Regions from separate parts of the Mus musculus genome. Here regions 1, 2, 3, 4 and 6 are each linked to region 5. The links are chromatin contacts, called in public Hi-C and HiChIP or PLAC-seq maps. All regions are on one chromosome and are shown on one strand. Each heading gives the region's core, a stretch centred on a gene start, on an enhancer-like site or on the middle of the called end of the contact. The rest is flanking DNA. Distances are from core to core; before and after follow the strand shown. Region 1 overlaps Maml3 (mastermind like transcriptional coactivator 3). Region 2 overlaps Foxo1 (forkhead box O1). Region 3 overlaps Maml3 (mastermind like transcriptional coactivator 3). Region 4 overlaps Maml3 (mastermind like transcriptional coactivator 3). Region 5 holds the start of Rab33b (RAB33B, member RAS oncogene family). Region 6 overlaps Maml3 (mastermind like transcriptional coactivator 3).

Region 1 (2,700 bases), core at 40-2,539, 530 kb after region 5:
CCCGCTTCCATACAACAGTAATACACCACGGGTTCAAAGGACATCAATTTCTTCCTGAGTTCTTGCTGAGCAACTACCACACCCTAGGCAGGGCTCTAAGCACCAGGGACAGTGAGCAGAAGACCCAAGCTATCTAAGGAGGTATGCTGGCCATCTAACAAAGATCACTCCTGGCTGAAAATAAGATGGGTGGGTAGTCACACGGACTGGTTTTCAGTATCTATGCATGCATAGCCTCCAGTGTTACATGGCTCCTGCCATATGAAGACTCCATTCACTACAGCAAATTAACCAGTGTTTGAAAGAATGAATTCCCTAAGTGTCCCTCCCCGGCTATCTCTAGAGGACACCATGACATGTCTCTGTTGAGGGCACACAGTCTACCCCAGCTAACCTGAGTATTCCTTGCTAGTCTCCTTGAATGATTCAGAAAAGATTTAACTACATTCTGCACCTCCTGATCTTAAACAAGCCAGCAATGACAAGGACGGTGAACAATTATTAAGGGATAACTGTGTACAGACTCCAAGGTAAAGGCATTAAAATGGAAAAAAAGGTGAGGAACAGCCTTCGGCCAGCAAGACCGTTCAACGTTAGTGGCTAAATAACACCCTGCTAGGCTTACAGGGAAAGCAGCACTCCGCGGAGCTAAAACACAACCCAACATCAGGATGTCTCTTAGAAACATGGTGGTGTCTAATCCTGTTTTCTTAAGTAGAACACAGCATCTCATGGATGATCGTCATTAGCATGAACGTCAGTAATAGACATGCAGGCAGGGGCAGGGTCTAAAAACAAAAGAGCTCTCTCAATTGTCTCCTGGTCTAAAGGACCCCAAACGACTATGTCTGCCTGCCTGGAAACTCGGCTTTTCTCCCTGTTCTCTGCCAACTCCACGTCTCTGAGCTGCTATTCTGGAATCCCAAAATGGTCACATGCCTCGGTACAGTTAAATGTGATGCTGTCTCTACCCCAAATACATACTTCTTTCAGAGTTTGTTGTTGTTGTTGTTGTTGTTGTTTCATTTTTTTGAACACACCCCCAGTCTACAGATGGGGGAAGGGTAGAGGGCGATAGAAAGAGAGTAACATGCAGAGTTATTCTCATTTTTTTTCTTTCAAAACTTTCTTTCCTAAAAGCTGGAATACAGAGTCTAGAGAAGTTTAATTTTATTGACCTGATAAATTAGCTACCATACTTAATTCGTTCAGCTCCCCTGCTCTGCCTGCTTGACTGCTGTCTGCCAGTGGATGGGCAAATAGATACCAGATGCGGTTCATGAACCTCTGTACCCTGCCTGTCTAGGTTAAGTGACTTCCGGCGCCCGTCTTTCAACACAGCGTCAGCTCCCTCCCTGTGCCGCGGCGGTCTGCTATCTCGCTCTCAAAAGCTAGGACCCTTTGTTTTGTTTTTCTATTTATCTGATCATTCAGTTTGTTTCACAAACTGTTTTCTTGTTTTGTTTTTGCTTTTGCTTTGTTGTTGTTGCTGCTGCTGCTGTTCCAAAAAGCACCACAATGAGTTTTATTTCGTGTAAATTCCCAGCCTTCCTGAACAAAGTCTTCGGGTATAAACATGAATCATCGTGTTACTAACTGAATATGAAATCTCAGCGTAGACCAGAGACTAAAGGAAGTGTTGAAAGAAGGAATATGTATGAGACATGGGGAGGAGGAGTCTGGGGATACCCCGAAGAGGAGGAGTCTGGGGATACCCCGTCTCCCATAAGGAGAAGACTGTGTCTTGCATGAAAATTCTGGTAGCAACATCTTTTCTTCTTCGTGTGCTGAGCAACCACAGTTCGCGTAAAGACTGTTTCCAAGGTATTTTCTCTCATTGCCAAGGCTGCCCACGAGCTGAGCAGACTCAGGCAACAGTGCTCTAGAGAACAACTCCTGCTGTTTCTACCTGGACTTTGCTTTCGTTTTGAATCATTTGTCTGAAAGAAGTAGAGAAGTAGGCAACCTATCACCAGAAGCTTCAGGAGAGTGAAAGCCTAAGGAAGGAAAGAAAACCATTTCTCTTGCCTGTCTGACAGGCTGTAACATTCCTGGCATAGGCACAGGGACAGAGCAGGTATTATACAAGTATGGCCGGGATCTGGGAAGGATAGGGGGATTGGACCTAGAGACAATTGTTGGCTAATTGAATCGAAGCACAGTTGATCATGTGGTATAGATCTGGCATGACTATAGTCAACAGTTATTATATTCTTCAAAATGGCCAAAAGACAAGATTTTGAATACTTCCAAGAGAGAAATGATCAGGCTTTAAGGTGATGAAGATGAGCTACGTAATTTCATCACACTGTATTCATGTATAGAAATGTCACACAGTCACTCATGAATATGAACACTTCTGTGTCAATTAATCCATAAGTGCTTCGCAGCAACATTAGAGGATTCACGAGAAAATATAGGAATGCCTAGTGGCAGGGAAGATGTTCTTCTCCTGGTGGAAAAAAATCACAACCCTACTATGTGCAGACTCAGGGACAAGGAAGTGTCCATACCTGGTAACTCATGGCTCCTATGAAGCACACACAAGAGCACTATGAACTGGAGGTTCGGGTTAGGCACGAAGAAATGCTAGGGCATTCTAATCTGGTTCTTAAGGAAATAAAATATACTGTCATTATAAAAATTAATTAGGGACTGGTGAGATGGCTCAGTGAGTTAAGGTGATAGTCACCTGGCCTG
Region 2 (2,700 bases), core at 174-2,673, 810 kb after region 5:
GGAAACTGAAGCTTCCTTAACTGTAAATCACAGAACTGTGGAGCCACACTTTCTAGACTTGTCAGATACCTGTAATGTAGACCGAGGGTTAACTTGCTAAGTCTTAGATTCTGAATAGTTTATAAGACTAAGCGAACCCCTCAGAACTAAGTATCTAGCACTTCCACAGTAAGTACTTTATTTCTTTATTACAGTAGTTCCTTTGTATTTTTGTTTGTTTTTTGTTTTTGTTTTTGTTTGGTTTGTTTTTTTTTTTGTTTTTTGTTTTTTTTTGGATTGTTTGAAATGGGGTCTGGCTTGGTAGCCATCTCTGCCTCAGCCCCTAAGTGTTACAGTCCTGTGCTGTAGGGCCTGACTGGGGTTTCTTTAGAAAATGTGGTAATAGCCACAAAAAATACACCATCAGCCATTTTGAGTTGTACTGTGCACTAGAGTTAAGTACTTTTCGTATCGGTTTGAGACTGTCAGTACCATCTTTTGTCAGATCTCTTTTTATCTTGTTTTCCCAAGCTTTGTGCCCATTGAACACTTCTTCCCAGCTTCGCCAGTGACCTTTGTGGGGTTGGTTGGTGAATTGACTTCTCCAGGTACTTTCTCTGGGAAATGCTGATACGTGTTTAATCATCTGCTGCAAAGTGGTTCTGCCATTTTACTGCCTTGTCCCTGTCCCTCCCTGCCCTAGGCAGGTCTTTAATGGCACTAGAAAGAGTGGTTTCTACACCGTCAAACACCATACTTGGCATTAATTTTCCCTTAAAATATTTTAAATTAGTATTGCCTTATGTAAAATGACCACAAAATCATAGCACCACTTTCCTGTTCATGGAAATTAGAGTTTTGGGCTGTATTTAAACCAATGGAAATTTGAGTGTTATAAAAAGCTCTGTTTGAGCTCTGCATTTTCTGCTGAGTCACATGCAGATGTACTGCTTCTGTTCTCTGCTTTGAGTGTCTGAAATCTTCACAGAGCAGTGCTTAGAATCTGCAGGTAAAGAACTGCCATTGGATATTACCAGCAGTGTAATTTGCCATCTTATTTTTATTTAGATAGAGATACCTTGGATTAAGGGGTTTTGCAATGATAACACATTTGGTACTTACTAATAATTTCTTTGCATATCAGATTAGTTGTATATCGAGAACTAAGAACCATAACCCGTAAAGTCTACTAAGGAGCCAGCGGACTTAGTGCTGACCATGTGGCTTGTTTTTCCCTCAGCTATGTAGGTTTATATTTTAGTTTATTGAATGTGACCGTTCATTTGTTAATGTCTTTGTGAGGTTTGTTATTCGTTATGTAGCAAGCCATTGTTATGTGTCTGTTACATAGTTCTGTAGACAGAAACCAGTTAAATTACTAAGCAGTTTACAGCATAAGGGCTGTAAGGTCCTATGACCTGAATGCCGTACTTGATCAATGTAGTCAGAGGCCACAACACTGCTTTCTGTTCCCATTGTTCTTTATCCTGACTCACCACCGGCTTGTACTCTTCCAGCCCTAGGAGATTTGGTTTGAATTAGTGGTAATCTTGCAGTCGATCATTTGTCCACATAGGCGTGATAGCAGTGGTAATGTGATAAGGTGGTTGGTATAGGCTTACATCTTTGAGATACCCTTGATTTGGAGAAGCTCTCTGGTAGTTGCTTCTTAGATAACGGGCAGAACATGGAGTAGTTAAAAAGTACAAGTTAAAAATCAGATTCAAGTCTTTTGCTCTCCCTGCTATTAGTGAGATGACAGTCTTCTCCTTGTGTTCATCTTTGTTAAGCGTTACGTAATCAACCACTAAATTCTGCTTTACAGCATAGATGACAGCCCGTAGGAGCTGGAGTGAGTGAAGGTGAGCGTGAGGGAGTGGTTGAGCGAGCGGTGTGTTTAGTGTGTCTGCTGTGTGGCTTACTCTAAGCCTGGAAATACTTCGAAAAGTTTACCTGCAACACCAGTCGCTGCCATCTTAGCAGGAATGTTATATACTGATTGTTTTGCCTCTGAAGAAGCGAGGCCTGGTGTGTGTGAGCTACCCTTTTTGTTCTTTGTGAACTTAGCTATGCGCTCTAGAGCCTCCCCTCCAGAGGATGCCACAAGTGTTCAATTTCGCTTGTTATTCTTACATATTGTATAGGGAGTTAGGCTGGAATTTCAAAGGAAACCCTCTAGTTTAAACAGAAATACCTGGTTGCTACTTCATTCCCTCCCCCTGCCCTGATGAAATACCCTTCATTGCTGTTTCTGTAACATCTTAATCAAATCCAGATCCTTAAACACACACTGCTGGTAAACAAACCATGCCGGCACCAGGTTCAATCAACTGAGAAGAAAGGTAAAACACGAGGAACGTGGATGCCCACACCTTTCAGTCCCTCAAGCTGTGTGCCATCAGCACAAGACGCCATACTTACAGCCCTTCTGGTGGCCGCCTGGTCTGAACACTGAGCCCGCAGAATGGCTTCTTTTCACAAGTGGTTTTAACAGGTACCCAGGGGTGGTACCCTTCCACTTCATTCTTAGTGTGCAGTGCTGTCACTTGACACACACCCCCCTGCCCGTGTGTGTTCGTGTGTGTGTGTGTGTGTGATCTCTCTCCAGATCTCGCACTCTCCAACAACTTGTTCCCTTTCACAAACAGAAGTTAGGAGAGGCGGGATCTCGGCACCTCCAGCCTTGTGGCCGTGCATCCTGATGTGGCTGTAGATTCGTTT
Region 3 (2,700 bases), core at 159-2,658, 600 kb after region 5:
CTCCAAGCAGAGTAATTCTTTGAACTTAAAAACACTTTTTTCAAGGCCAAAAATATATCAATTCCCATAGCACAGCCCAATGTGTAAATAAAAATCTCCGATTAGTCATTAGTAGGACATACATACATACATACATTCATACAAGAGACAGCAGCATTGGCCTTGAAATGACATTTCTTCATGAGGAAAAGAAATAGATTTATCCCAACATCATAACCAAATCAACCTTCATAGGTGTTCTACACCAAAAGGTTTCATAGGAGCTAGGAAATGGCTTAGGGGGTAAAGCCCTTGCCACAGAAGTATAAGGACCAGAGTTCAAATCCCCAGTGCCCATGTAAAGGCTCAGTGGATGTAACAGCCCACTTGTAGTCCCAGCACTCTGTGGAGGCAGGTGATTCCTGGAGCAGGCTGATTGGCTAGACAGTGGTAGCGACGTTCCTGCCTCAAGATGGAAGAAGAAAGCAATGGAGGGTGATACCGAACACCCACCTCTGGCCTCCACATGCACACACACAGACAAGCACAGATACATACATACATATGAGAGAAGGACGAAGACTTCCTAGAGACCAAGAACATGGAGCTTTTTGGTGTTCCTCAATCAAAGTGTGAGTGGTATCCATTTCCTCCATGCATGCAGTTCCTGGAATAAAAATATTCTCCCTCACGGGCACAATAGCCCAGGCTACAGCCTCCCCTCCTGGAGTGTGAGCCTCGCTGGGTCTCGCCTTCTGCTGTGTTTGAAAGAACCTTTCCCAGGGCCATGTGTTCTTTTGGGGATCATTTCCATATTTGGGGGAGCAAAGAAAAGGAGCCAGGGTGGGTGGCCCTAACCAACAGTGATCAGAGACATCCAGGACTCAGGGAGACGGAGAAACCCTGGTCTTGGGAAGAGTCAGCACAGTGGCAGAGGAGAGGCTTCAGAGGAAAGTGGAGTTAATCAGCCTTTTTATGCACACACACATGCTGGCTTCACACATTCAAAAAATAGACCCAGGCTAAGCATAGGGCCTGTTTTAGCCCTATGTAAAAACTGGATAGATGGCGACTCTCTCTTTTTTTGTAGCAGGAGCCCTGCCTCTAGCATCCGAGCCAGTCTTAGCTAGCTGAGCCTTAGGAGTAGGGAAGCAACTTGAAAAGGGCTCTGAAAAAATACAAACGACTCTCACTTTCACCAGGAATACTGAGTATCCAGGATTCTATACATTTATCAATTAATTAGGTTGTACGTAAAAAAAAAAAATGCTCTCTTTGTAATAGTTGCCACGGAGATATCGTGTAAAAAAAGGTCCTAGTGTGTATTTGTGGGACAAACGGTTTGCTGAGTGACCAAAGTCAGGAGCAATGACTGCTTACCAAATGCAAGCTGCTGGGCTTGGCCTGAGACTGCAATAGTACAGCAAGCCTGGCCCGGGGCCAAGAGCATGCCTGCCAGGGAGACAGGAAGTCACTGAGAGCTCCCACAGACCCATGGCTGAGAGAGTTCCCCAAACAAAAGGCAGCCACTGACTTCCACAACCGGCCTGCCATGAGACCATATGGTCAGCAGTATTGTCTCGCCACAACACAGAGGCCTGTCTTCAGGGGCCTGTGCCTGTAGCTGTCGACCCCGTATCTGTCTTAGGATTACTTCACTATTTTACGACTTTTCTGGGAATTCACTTCCGTGTAACCTAGCTTGGTACACGGCGAGAAAAATGGTATCCTCCCCACCCCCCCACCCCCCCATCTCCGATTTAGCCTGATGAGTCACCTTTGTCTTCACGGCAAAAGAGTAATGAACACCAAACCTACTTGCTATTTATTCACAGGGCACGGAGGAAGGGAGTGGAAGGGACCGTGTGGACAGAAGGGAAAACTGGACACTTAAAGTTTCTTGCTCTGATCCCTGTTGACGCTGGGTTTAATTTATAGGGAGACCCAAACCTTTTGGCTCATCCCTTTCTTCTCTGGGAGTACCCACTTCAAAGAATTCTCTAGTCACTGTGTGGAGACCCTGCTGCTGAGAGCCGCCAAAGGCGAAGACAGATTGGTTCGCCTATAAACACCTGACAGTCATTTTCTTCCTCAGCAGAACTCGTCAAAAAGCCCCTCCCAATAAGGCATGCTCTCCCAGAATATTCCAGCTAGATCCTCTCTGTCTCTTCCCCCAAGATCATGACGATCCCCACTGTGGATAAGGGCTTGATTTGGTTCACCAAGGAAAAAACCATAGAAAAACTAAAGACAGTGGAATGCCCAACCATCTAGTCTTTGCCTTTAGGAGTCTCGTGCTCTCTCCCTTCTCCCCTCCCTCCCTCTTTCTCTTCCTCCCTCTCTTATTTCTCACTCTGTCTGTCTCTGTCTCTTAGATTTTATTTTATGTGTGAGTGCCTTGCCTGAATGTATGTATATGCACTAAGTATATGCAGTGCCCGAGGCCGGAAGACAGCATCAGACTCCCTAAAACTGGAGTTACATACAGATTGTGAGCCATCATGTCAGTCCTGGGATTTAAACCAGGGTCCTCTGAAGAAACAGCTCTTAAGTTCTCAGCCTTCTCATGTGTTGTTTTGTCATATTTTCTTTTAGAAACAGGGTCTCATATATCCCAGGAGGGACAGGAACTCAACAGATAGCCAGTGATAATCCTGGTCTTCCGCCTGTACCTCCTAAGCGCCAACCAGAGATGTATGTCAATATGGCGGGTTTCATACA
Region 4 (2,700 bases), core at 59-2,558, 590 kb after region 5:
AAATTCACATATATGTATGTGCCTTTAAAGGCACATATGTGTGTGTGTGTGTGTGTGTGTGTGTGTGTATATATATATATATATATATATATATATATACACACATAAATATGCTTTTAAAAACGTGTGCATGAAATGGGGAGGGCTTGTGCACATGAGGACCCTCCAAAGCTGGAGAACAGCATCAGACGTTTGGTAACATCCACCTGTGTGCTGGGAAGCAGTTAGTGCTCCAACTGCAGAGCCATCCCTCCAGCCCCAAACTGATTTCTTAACAAAGCAAATATCATCCTTTTGAACTTTGCATTTGAACCTAACAAATTTTCCCGCAAAATATGCAAATGAGACACACATTCACGTGTCTATTTTAATCCAGAAAATGGGTACTGATTCACCTTACTTTGAAAGAAAAGTGATGGAGAAACATGTGCCAACTCTGAACTCTAACCATCCAACCTGCAACACTCTGGTTTGCTGACAGCATTTCTTGTTATTTTATTCTTTCCTTGAGATTCAGAAAAGCTGATTCCACAGAAACAAACAAGATGGGACTACAAAATGGCTAAGCAAGTAAAGGCGGTTGCCGCCAAGCGGGAGGAGCTGAGTTTGATTCCCAGGACAACCTACATGGTACAAGGATAAAACCAACTTGTCTTCTGACCTCTGTAGTGAGTGCCCCCTAAAATAAATAAGTGTAATTTAAAACCGAAAATAAAAACACCGTCCTGAAGAGGTTAAACACAAGACTGAAAATCTCTTTCTCTTTGCTGATACTTTCACACAATACAAAAGGCTGTATTCGGGCGGCTGGGCGTGGTGGCATTTGGGAGGCAGAAGCAAGTAGATCTCTGTGAGTTCAGGGACAGCTAGAAATACGCAGTAAGATCCTGTCTCAGGGACCAGGGACGAAAAAAAGAAAGAGAGAGAGAGAGAGAGAGAGAGAGAGAGAGAGAGAGAGAGAGAGAGAGAGAGAGAGAGAAAGCAAGCTAGAGCTGTACTACAATGGCTACATATTCTGAACAACCAGCCAAATTAATCAAGCTATGCTGCATAAACGAGATCTGAAGTGTCGCTCGGGCGCTCTCCTGGGAAAGACACCCACACAGAGAACATTTCTCTTGCTTGTTCTCTTGCGCTCCTGACGGACAGGAGAAATCAAGAGGACGTATGTTCTACAAAACCAAATGATCAACCTGAATCGACTGCCTGGGTTCAATCCCTTCCCGATGCCGCGGGAAAGTGCCGCTCTAAGCCCAGGCGCTAGCCCCACTGCTTCCCTCCCGCCATCCTGGGCAGCTGTGGGCTCTTGCAGACAAAACCATTAGAGCTGGCTGACACCCCACGGGGCAGGAAATGAATCACCGCTTTACTCAACCGAAACTGCGGCAGGTTTTAAGGAAGCTAAGCACAGTTGGCCAAATTGAATCAGTAGCAGTTAGCTGGTAAAGAAGTGTCGAGGGACTGTGACCAATGACAAAGGATTAGCATTTTGGATCTGCTTTTCCACTCTCGGAGCAGATTTTTAGCAAGCACAGGTGCCTTTCGTGTAAGGTTCCCTGTGGCTGCACAGACCACCAACAGGTCCCTGCGAGGACATGCTAGACACCCGAGGTAGGTGAGGCTCCTTGACACATCCAGAGGTCCAGGCTCTGGCTGCCTTTGGTTTTCACTGGAATATGTCTTTTTAAAAAGGGTCAGTTTCTTCCTCAAATTTAGAAGTTCTACAGTTTGTTCTCAAAAATTGGGGCTCTGTCTCATGTGAACTGAGGTAGGTCTTAGATCTTAATACAAGAAAAATGGGAGTTAGGGGCAAAGCCATTATCTTCGATTTTCTTTACTACAACCTGAAAGCAAACATTTGTGAGGCTAATGACAATGATCCAAACACTGAATTTTCTTAAACCCAGGCTATTGTCTTCCTTCAGACGATGCTTCTCTGACTTGTCTGCTGACCACACAGAAACCTAATTTTTAAGCCGAAAGCTAGTTTCAAATGTAGCTTTATGTTTTATGCGCATTTTTAATACAGACCTTTAAAAGTCTAATTTGCAGAATATTTCCCTAAGAAAACAATCAGGTGTTTCCTAGGTAACAAAGCAAGGCATTCCCAATTAGAAAGAAGTCTTTTCCACAGTTCTGTTTAGAAATCAAAATACATCTAAGTTGACAGATGACAGAAATTGGTCAAATCAAATTTTTCCCCTCCAAGTCCCACAAAGGTACACGTTAAAAGTTTCTAAATTACAGCCAGATCTCCAAAGAGTTACAATCGTCTCAGGTTAGCACAGGAGTAGAACAGGTTTTGTAAGCACACCACACAACATCTGAGGTCATTAGTTCATATTTGAGAAGAAAGCTACTTGGCTCAGCTGGTAAAGGCACTTGCCACCAAGACTGACTGCTTTGAGTTTGATGCCCAGGAGCTGAACAGTAGAGGGAATTGACTCCTGAAGGCTGTCCTCTGCCTTCCAAATGCACACTGTGGGATACACACACACACACACACACACACACACACACACACACAAGCTAAATAAATGTTATTAAGAGAGAGAGAGAGAAGCAGAGAGAGAGAGAAAGATAGAATTTTTAGTCCACAAAACTGACATAGTGCATAGGTAATTCTTGGGAAACCTGTGTGTGACATTTCTAGGGTTTCTCACAGGCCACTGCACATAGTAATTTATGCAAATACCTCAG
Region 5 (2,700 bases), core at 39-2,538:
TAAATTCAGGCAAAGTGATCAACAGCTTTCTTCCTGGGCTCTTTTCTAGGGATATTTGTATAGCAATCGTTTTTTGCGTGATAAAAAATATTTTTTTCTTCTTGTTCTAGGGGGAGTCTTGTTTGGTCTCCAGGATGAGAAAAGGCACCATCACTCTTCTGGATGAAGCTGGACAGATTCAGAGACCATTTATGAAATACCCGTTTCCTGCAGAGCATTTCCTGTAATGCTACCACTTACATCGGACAGACATCACCTTGGCCTCATGGCATCACTTGGGGAATGGGGTATACTCTGCCTCTCTGAGAAGGTGCCTTTTCTTTCTCACCTAGGAGTTTCATTGACAGTTCATCAACTGGCACTGGAACTTGTTGACTTACAAAGTTAACATGTCAGATCCTTCAGAGTTGACTCCAAAACGTCTCCATGTAACCACTAACATACTGTTCCAGCCTTCTCAGTACTGGGATTATAGGCATGTGGTATTACATTCAGCTTAAGTGGTACTTATTTTTAATTTTAAACCAATGGTAACATTCAGCCAGGCATAGTCTCACACCTGTAACCCTAGTATTCAGGAGACTAAGACAGGATTCCCACAAAAATCAGAGCCAGCCTGGATACACAGTGAGGTTCTAGGCCAGCTTTAGCTACAATATGAAAATCCTGGGGGGGGGGGGCTGGATAGGAAAGAAGGGAATAAGGAGATGGTTCTAAATTTGGATCCCCAGAACCCAAGGCAATGCTGAGCAGGCATGGAAGACCTCCTGTAATTCCTACCTTGGAAGATGGAGACAGAATCCCCAGAGCAAGTTAGCTACCAAGACTAGCTCTATGGAATGAGCTCTGGGTTTGACTGAGAGATCCTGCCTCAAGGAGACCTGGCTGTCCTGGAACTCTATGGAGTTGAAGAGAATCACAGAGATTTAAGACTTGTGTTGCTCAAACCAGCCGAAAACAATTTGTCTCTTTTACAAAACAAACTGAGCGGGTCGTGGTAGTGTACACTTTTCATTGCAGCACCGGGAAGGCAGAGGTAGAGGAGAGTCTCTACGGCCAAGATCAGGTTCAGGAGCTGAGTAGCCTCTCACCCTCCTGCCCACGCCGTTCCGCCCCGCTCCACGGAGGCCCGGAGGAAGCGGTGAGCACAGGGGATGCTCAGAGCCCAACTCCAAGCCCCAACCCCGGCTGCGACCAGGCGGCCACGACGCCACTGCGCCGCCGCCTCTCGCGAGACCACAGCCGGGCCGCGCCTCCTTCCTCTCCGCTGTCTCTCTCTCTCTCCCCGCCCCCGGGGGCTGCGCAGCTTCCTCCAGAGCTCGGGAACCTCGGACGTGGCGAGGCGGTCAGAAGGCTGGAGCGCGGCACATAGAGGTCCCTCGGGCGGACCTTCTGAGCCGCAGTCCAGCCAGGGAGCGCCGACGCATCTTTCCAGGTACACCGCACCGACTGGCGGAGGCCTACTGCGCGTGCGCCGGGGCCTTAGCGGGGCGCCACACCTGGGTGGGCAGGGGCTGCTCGCGCACGCGCGCCGCGGTGCCCGCGGGCTGTGGGGAGTTGGGCGTCGTTTGTCACTGCTAGGGAGCGCTGTCGCTGGCGTGGCGTCATTCCCGCGGCTTCTGTGCTCCGGCTCAGCTCGGGGCGGGGCGGGAGGATGACTTCGGAGATGGAGTCGTCGCTGGAGGTCAGCTTCTCGTCCAGCTGTGCGGTGTCAGGGGCGTCTGGGTGTTTGCCTCCCGCCCGCTCCCGCATCTTCAAGATCATAGTGATCGGCGACTCGAACGTGGGCAAGACGTGCCTGACTTACCGCTTCTGCGCCGGCCGCTTCCCCGACCGCACCGAGGCCACGATCGGGGTGGACTTCCGAGAGCGAGCCGTGGATATTGATGGAGAGCGCATCAAGGTGAGCCGGTGGGGCGGGGACGCTGTCTCAGCGGAGTGCCGCTCCTTCTTGGCAGGTGTCGGGACCTCACCCTGGGTCTGGGCAGGAGTGTGCGGTGCGCCCCATGGCGTGGGAAAGTGTGTTTGTATCTATCAAACTTCTGAGGCATTGTTCCTCCACCTCTAATGTACATCAGGTTTACCTGGGACTTCTTGTTTTTCAAAAAAGCACGTTCTGATTTGATAAGCTCCCCTATAACGCACATGCAATGAGTCTGTGGACCGACCACACTTTGAGTGACAGAGGTGTAGGGGGCGGTCACCCCCCCACTCCCACCCCCATTGCTTGAGTGAGAGTTTTGGGCTGGGAATCTGGGTGGTGGTGGTGGTGGGGTATAACCGGAAGAAACTCAGAAATTTTTCAAGCATAGAAAATTCCGTTATAAGTCGGGCCTGGGGGAACACTTCTTAAATCTCAGCACTCTCACAGAGACCAGGATCTCTGTGTTTGAGATCAGCGTGGTCTAATTAGTTCCAGGATAGACAGGGCTCTCCTGGATAGACAGAATACACAGAGAAACCCTGTCTCAACCAAACAAACCTCAAACACCCCAATTTAACAACAACAACAACAACAACAACAACAAAACCTCCGTTATATCTAGGAATTCTTTTGAGCATTGCACAGATGCTAAGTATTGTGGGAGTAAAACCTGTTGCCTTTGAGGCGTTTTCTGTATGATAACCAATTTATCTAGGGGGAAAAAAATCTGTTTTCTCATTGAGGCATTTATATGTGATGGTTCTTAGGTGGTTTGC
Region 6 (2,700 bases), core at 201-2,700, 520 kb after region 5:
TCAAATATAAGCGTCATGTATAATAACAGTGTTCTTCCACTGTTACATAAACACAAGCGATGACACCCCCTTCCATTCCTTAGACATCTTGACAATCCGAGCTAATACAGCTAATTCGACTCAAGTCCCTGAAAACACGGAACTACAATTGCCACTTATCAAGTGGCTGAGCCATTAAACTCGCCCCTGACACTCAGTCTCTAGGGCTTCCACGGTGACAACATCCAATCGTTGGATTGTGGTGAGTCACAGTCGCTAGTTTTTAAACTTCTGTGTACTCAACATTCAACATAATACTTTACTTTGTCTTATAGTGACAGTTGCTTAGTTACCAATTCTTTATAAATGCAAACTGATTTATCAAGATTTTTCAAGAGGTGAGTTTTACCAGTGTGTGACTGGGTCTCAGAACAGCCATGAACAAGAACGGCTGCACACACAGAGCTATCTGCCTCCATGGGCAGTAGGCCAAAGGTCAGAAAATAAAGAGAGTCAGAAGTAAAGAAAGATCGAGGTAGAAGACAGAAGTATAGAGGGGAAGGCCAGATGATGAACTAACTACTCAATATCAAACAAGCAGAGTTGAATTCAGAGCTCCTCCCTCCAATGGACTAAAGGTCTCAGCCCTGGCATTGTTTTAAAAATATCTATTCTTTTTAAAATGTCTAGACAATGATAAATACCAAGAAAAACAATGCATCCAGGGACTTAAAGGAGAAGGCTGTAATTCTGTCATCCAGAAAGATGGACTTTCTGCAAAACTACATGTGTAGCGATCTCTTTTTCAAGAGATGGGTAAATAAAACAGCAACTCTTCAGTGCGGTCTAAAGGCCTTCTATAGAAACCCACTCACTCCCTGATTCCCTCCCGTCTCAAGACATACCGAGTTACTATTTGTGACTTACTAACAGCATGTAAGTGAAGTCCCTAACTTCTACCTTCATGGGGGAGCTGGGATTGAACCCAGCGGTCAGACTGCAGACCCCGCGCAACTGACCATTTTATTAGGGTGCACAGATGAATAGGTGGATAAATGGAACAGCTACAGTGGCTATGTCTAACTTGTGGCTTGAAGGGCTGCAGGCAATGCTATGTATACTTAAAAAAAAAGGGGGGGCTGGCGAGATGGCTCAGTGGGTAGGAGCGCCCGACTGCTCTTCCGAGGGTCCAGAGTTCAAGTCCCAGCAACCACATGGTGGCTCACAACCATCCCCAACGAGATCTGACTCCCTCTTCTGGAGTGTCTGAAGACAGCTACAGTGTACTTACATATAATCAATAAATAAATCTTTAAAAAAAAAAAAAAAAAAGGGCTGGGTAAATAATCACGTGGTGTATTCCTTCCCCCGTGGTCCCGCCTTTGTTTCCAGTCACACAGAGCCCACGTGACCACGCAGTGATGCAGAGATGCGAATACAGGATGACATGTGTGAGGGACTCTGGCGCTTCCTGTGGGCCACGGGTGCTTCCTGTTAGAGAAGAAACATCTGCCCTGCCACTCTGGCACGGACTTTACATACAGTCTCAAGTTTCAGTTAGCGGTCCTCTCCACTTCCTGTCCCAAGCTATTGGGCAAGACTTGGTTTTCACCTTCCTGAGACCTCAAGAGTAGGGTAGCAGAGCGCCCTGAATAGCTCAGCGATATCGGGCTGCATCGGGATAGGGGTCGGGGAGAAAGCAAGTCCACCTATAGGGACAAAGCAACAAGCTATTCAAAGTCAAGGCTGTTCTCAGAAGCCACGGCTCTATGGACATGCTATACACATTTTCAGGTTGTTCCTCTCTTCCCTTTACCTCCCAAGTTCCCACTGAGGTCCATCACATCCACATTCATTTACCTAAAGCTCTGCTCAATTCGTTCCCTCGCTCAGTGCGCGCAATTTGGCTCTCCTATATTTGAAACCTATTCAAAAGCACTGACTTGTTTTACCTTCTTCTTTTTTTTTTATCCTTTCTAAGGTCAAAGTATAAACCAGTCATCTGGGGCATTTGGGACCATATAAAATTTCCCATCGTTCCAACTTCCCTGGTGAGAAATTTTTAAATGAGTACAATGAAAACATCCCGAAGCCATCAGGATAACTGCATTTTAGATCTACAGTGTTGGTCCTGGCCCGGATTATACAAGTGTGCACGGTGGGTCTGAATCACTCCTGTGTCTACCCAGATCTAGCTCTTGAGAGGGTTCAGAAAAAGCTCAACACTCAACCAGCTTAAAACAGTGAATTGTGACAGTTAAGATACACGGGGAGCGCTCACACCCAGAACCAACTTTACCTCTAGGGCGACTCATCAAGTACTGATCCATTGGGGCAGTAATGCCAGGTCTAGGACTGCCATCACTCAGAACTGGGAAAACAGCCAAGCTCACGGATGGCTATCTTGAAAACACCAAAGCCAAAGGAGCTGATTTCTAATATGTTCCTCGTGAAAGGGAATAATAAGGCATATGCCATTTCTTTTTTATAGAAATGTTTTAAGAAGAAATAAGGAATGGTTAAAAATACTTTTAGTTCTGCTGGGCAAGTCACTACCCAATCCCCAGAGAGTTAGGTTTTTGTTGTTGATGTTGTTGGTTGGTTGGGTTTTTTTTTCTTCTCAAAAAAAAAAAAAAAAAAAAAAGGAAATAGATCGGTGTGCTTTCTGCAGTTTCAGCGAGGACTCTGGGCCCAAAATGTTTTAAAGCAGAAAATTGGTAA

The links. Hi-C and Micro-C count contacts between places; a contact is called where the count stands out from the background. HiChIP or PLAC-seq counts read pairs in DNA pulled down with a chosen protein or histone mark.
Region 1: a contact with region 5 is called in an H3K4me3 HiChIP or PLAC-seq map of pro-B cells, with 4 times the contacts expected there. The contact joins the enhancer-like site here to the promoter of Rab33b in region 5. A contact is called at or near these places in 3 of 39 promoter capture datasets (cranial neural crest, hippocampal neurons and pre-B cells) and 14 of 115 datasets of contacts at active chromatin or transcription factors (the 230-238 cell line, the SCID.adh cell line, bone marrow-derived macrophages and 10 more).
Region 2: a contact with region 5 is called in an H3K27ac HiChIP or PLAC-seq map of trophoblast stem cells, with 4 times the contacts expected there. The contact joins the enhancer-like site here to the promoter of Rab33b in region 5. A contact is called at or near these places in 2 of 39 promoter capture datasets (pre-B cells and stem cell-derived epiblast-like cells) and 2 of 115 datasets of contacts at active chromatin or transcription factors (bone marrow-derived macrophages and trophoblast stem cells).
Region 3: a contact with region 5 is called in a Hi-C map of cerebellar granule neurons, with 3 times the contacts expected there. The contact joins the enhancer-like site here to the promoter of Rab33b in region 5. A contact is called at or near these places in 7 of 39 promoter capture datasets (the 3T3-L1 cell line, the C10 cell line, cranial neural crest and 4 more), 1 of 15 datasets of contacts at CTCF or cohesin (large pre-B cells), 3 of 484 Hi-C or Micro-C datasets (cerebellar granule neurons, cerebral cortex and gonadal supporting cells), 12 of 115 datasets of contacts at active chromatin or transcription factors (astrocytes, bone marrow-derived macrophages, cardiomyocytes and 8 more) and 1 of 9 other capture datasets (liver).
Region 4: a contact with region 5 is called in a FOXA1 HiChIP or PLAC-seq map of pancreatic cancer cells. The contact joins the enhancer-like site here to the promoter of Rab33b in region 5. A contact is called at or near these places in 7 of 39 promoter capture datasets (the 3T3-L1 cell line, the C10 cell line, cranial neural crest and 4 more), 1 of 484 Hi-C or Micro-C datasets (the G1E-ER4 cell line) and 9 of 115 datasets of contacts at active chromatin or transcription factors (astrocytes, bone marrow-derived macrophages, effector CD8 T cells and 6 more).
Region 6: a Hi-C map of B cells shows a contact between it and region 5, with 6 read pairs. The contact joins the enhancer-like site here to the promoter of Rab33b in region 5. A contact is called at or near these places in 4 of 39 promoter capture datasets (the C10 cell line, hippocampal neurons, pre-B cells and 1 more), 2 of 484 Hi-C or Micro-C datasets (B cells and CD4 T cells) and 8 of 115 datasets of contacts at active chromatin or transcription factors (the NIH/3T3 cell line, the SCID.adh cell line, embryonic hindbrain and 5 more).

The regions. Positions count from the first base shown.
Region 1 is chr3:52,016,307-52,019,006 of GRCm38.p6, forward strand. All of the region lies in intron 1 of Maml3 (mastermind like transcriptional coactivator 3), which reads right to left. Among named protein-coding and RNA genes, the nearest start is that of Maml3, 87 kb to the right of the region's middle. Within about 2 kb of position 1,290, at least 64 of the 459 cell types and tissues checked have an H3K27ac peak or open chromatin away from gene starts, as enhancers often do. A contact at or near this core is called in fibro-adipogenic progenitors and pro-B cells, where this site is marked.
Region 2 is chr3:52,294,993-52,297,692 of GRCm38.p6, forward strand. All of the region lies in intron 1 of Foxo1 (forkhead box O1), which reads left to right. Among named protein-coding and RNA genes, the nearest start is that of Foxo1, 28 kb to the left of the region's middle. Within about 2 kb of position 1,424, at least 49 of the 459 cell types and tissues checked have an H3K27ac peak or open chromatin away from gene starts, as enhancers often do. A contact at or near this core is called in pre-B cells and trophoblast stem cells, where this site is marked.
Region 3 is chr3:52,087,118-52,089,817 of GRCm38.p6, forward strand. All of the region lies in intron 1 of Maml3 (mastermind like transcriptional coactivator 3), which reads right to left. Among named protein-coding and RNA genes, the nearest start is that of Maml3, 17 kb to the right of the region's middle. Within about 2 kb of position 1,409, at least 349 of the 459 cell types and tissues checked have an H3K27ac peak or open chromatin away from gene starts, as enhancers often do. A contact at or near this core is called in astrocytes, bone marrow-derived macrophages, cardiomyocytes and 12 more, where this site is marked.
Region 4 is chr3:52,068,708-52,071,407 of GRCm38.p6, forward strand. The region is part of intron 1 of Maml3 (mastermind like transcriptional coactivator 3); the gene reads right to left. Among named protein-coding and RNA genes, the nearest start is that of Maml3, 35 kb to the right of the region's middle. Within about 2 kb of position 1,309, at least 340 of the 459 cell types and tissues checked have an H3K27ac peak or open chromatin away from gene starts, as enhancers often do. A contact at or near this core is called in astrocytes, bone marrow-derived macrophages, effector CD8 T cells and 8 more, where this site is marked.
Region 5 is chr3:51,482,678-51,485,377 of GRCm38.p6, forward strand. It overlaps Rab33b (RAB33B, member RAS oncogene family), which reads left to right and starts at 1,289. Exons shown (of 2, transcript NM_016858.2): 1 at 1,289-1,903. The coding sequence starts at 1,655.
Region 6 is chr3:51,998,786-52,001,485 of GRCm38.p6, forward strand. The region is part of intron 1 of Maml3 (mastermind like transcriptional coactivator 3); the gene reads right to left. Among named protein-coding and RNA genes, the nearest start is that of Maml3, 100 kb to the right of the region's middle. Within about 2 kb of position 1,451, at least 81 of the 459 cell types and tissues checked have an H3K27ac peak or open chromatin away from gene starts, as enhancers often do. A contact at or near this core is called in B cells, the SCID.adh cell line, memory CD8 T cells and 2 more, where this site is marked.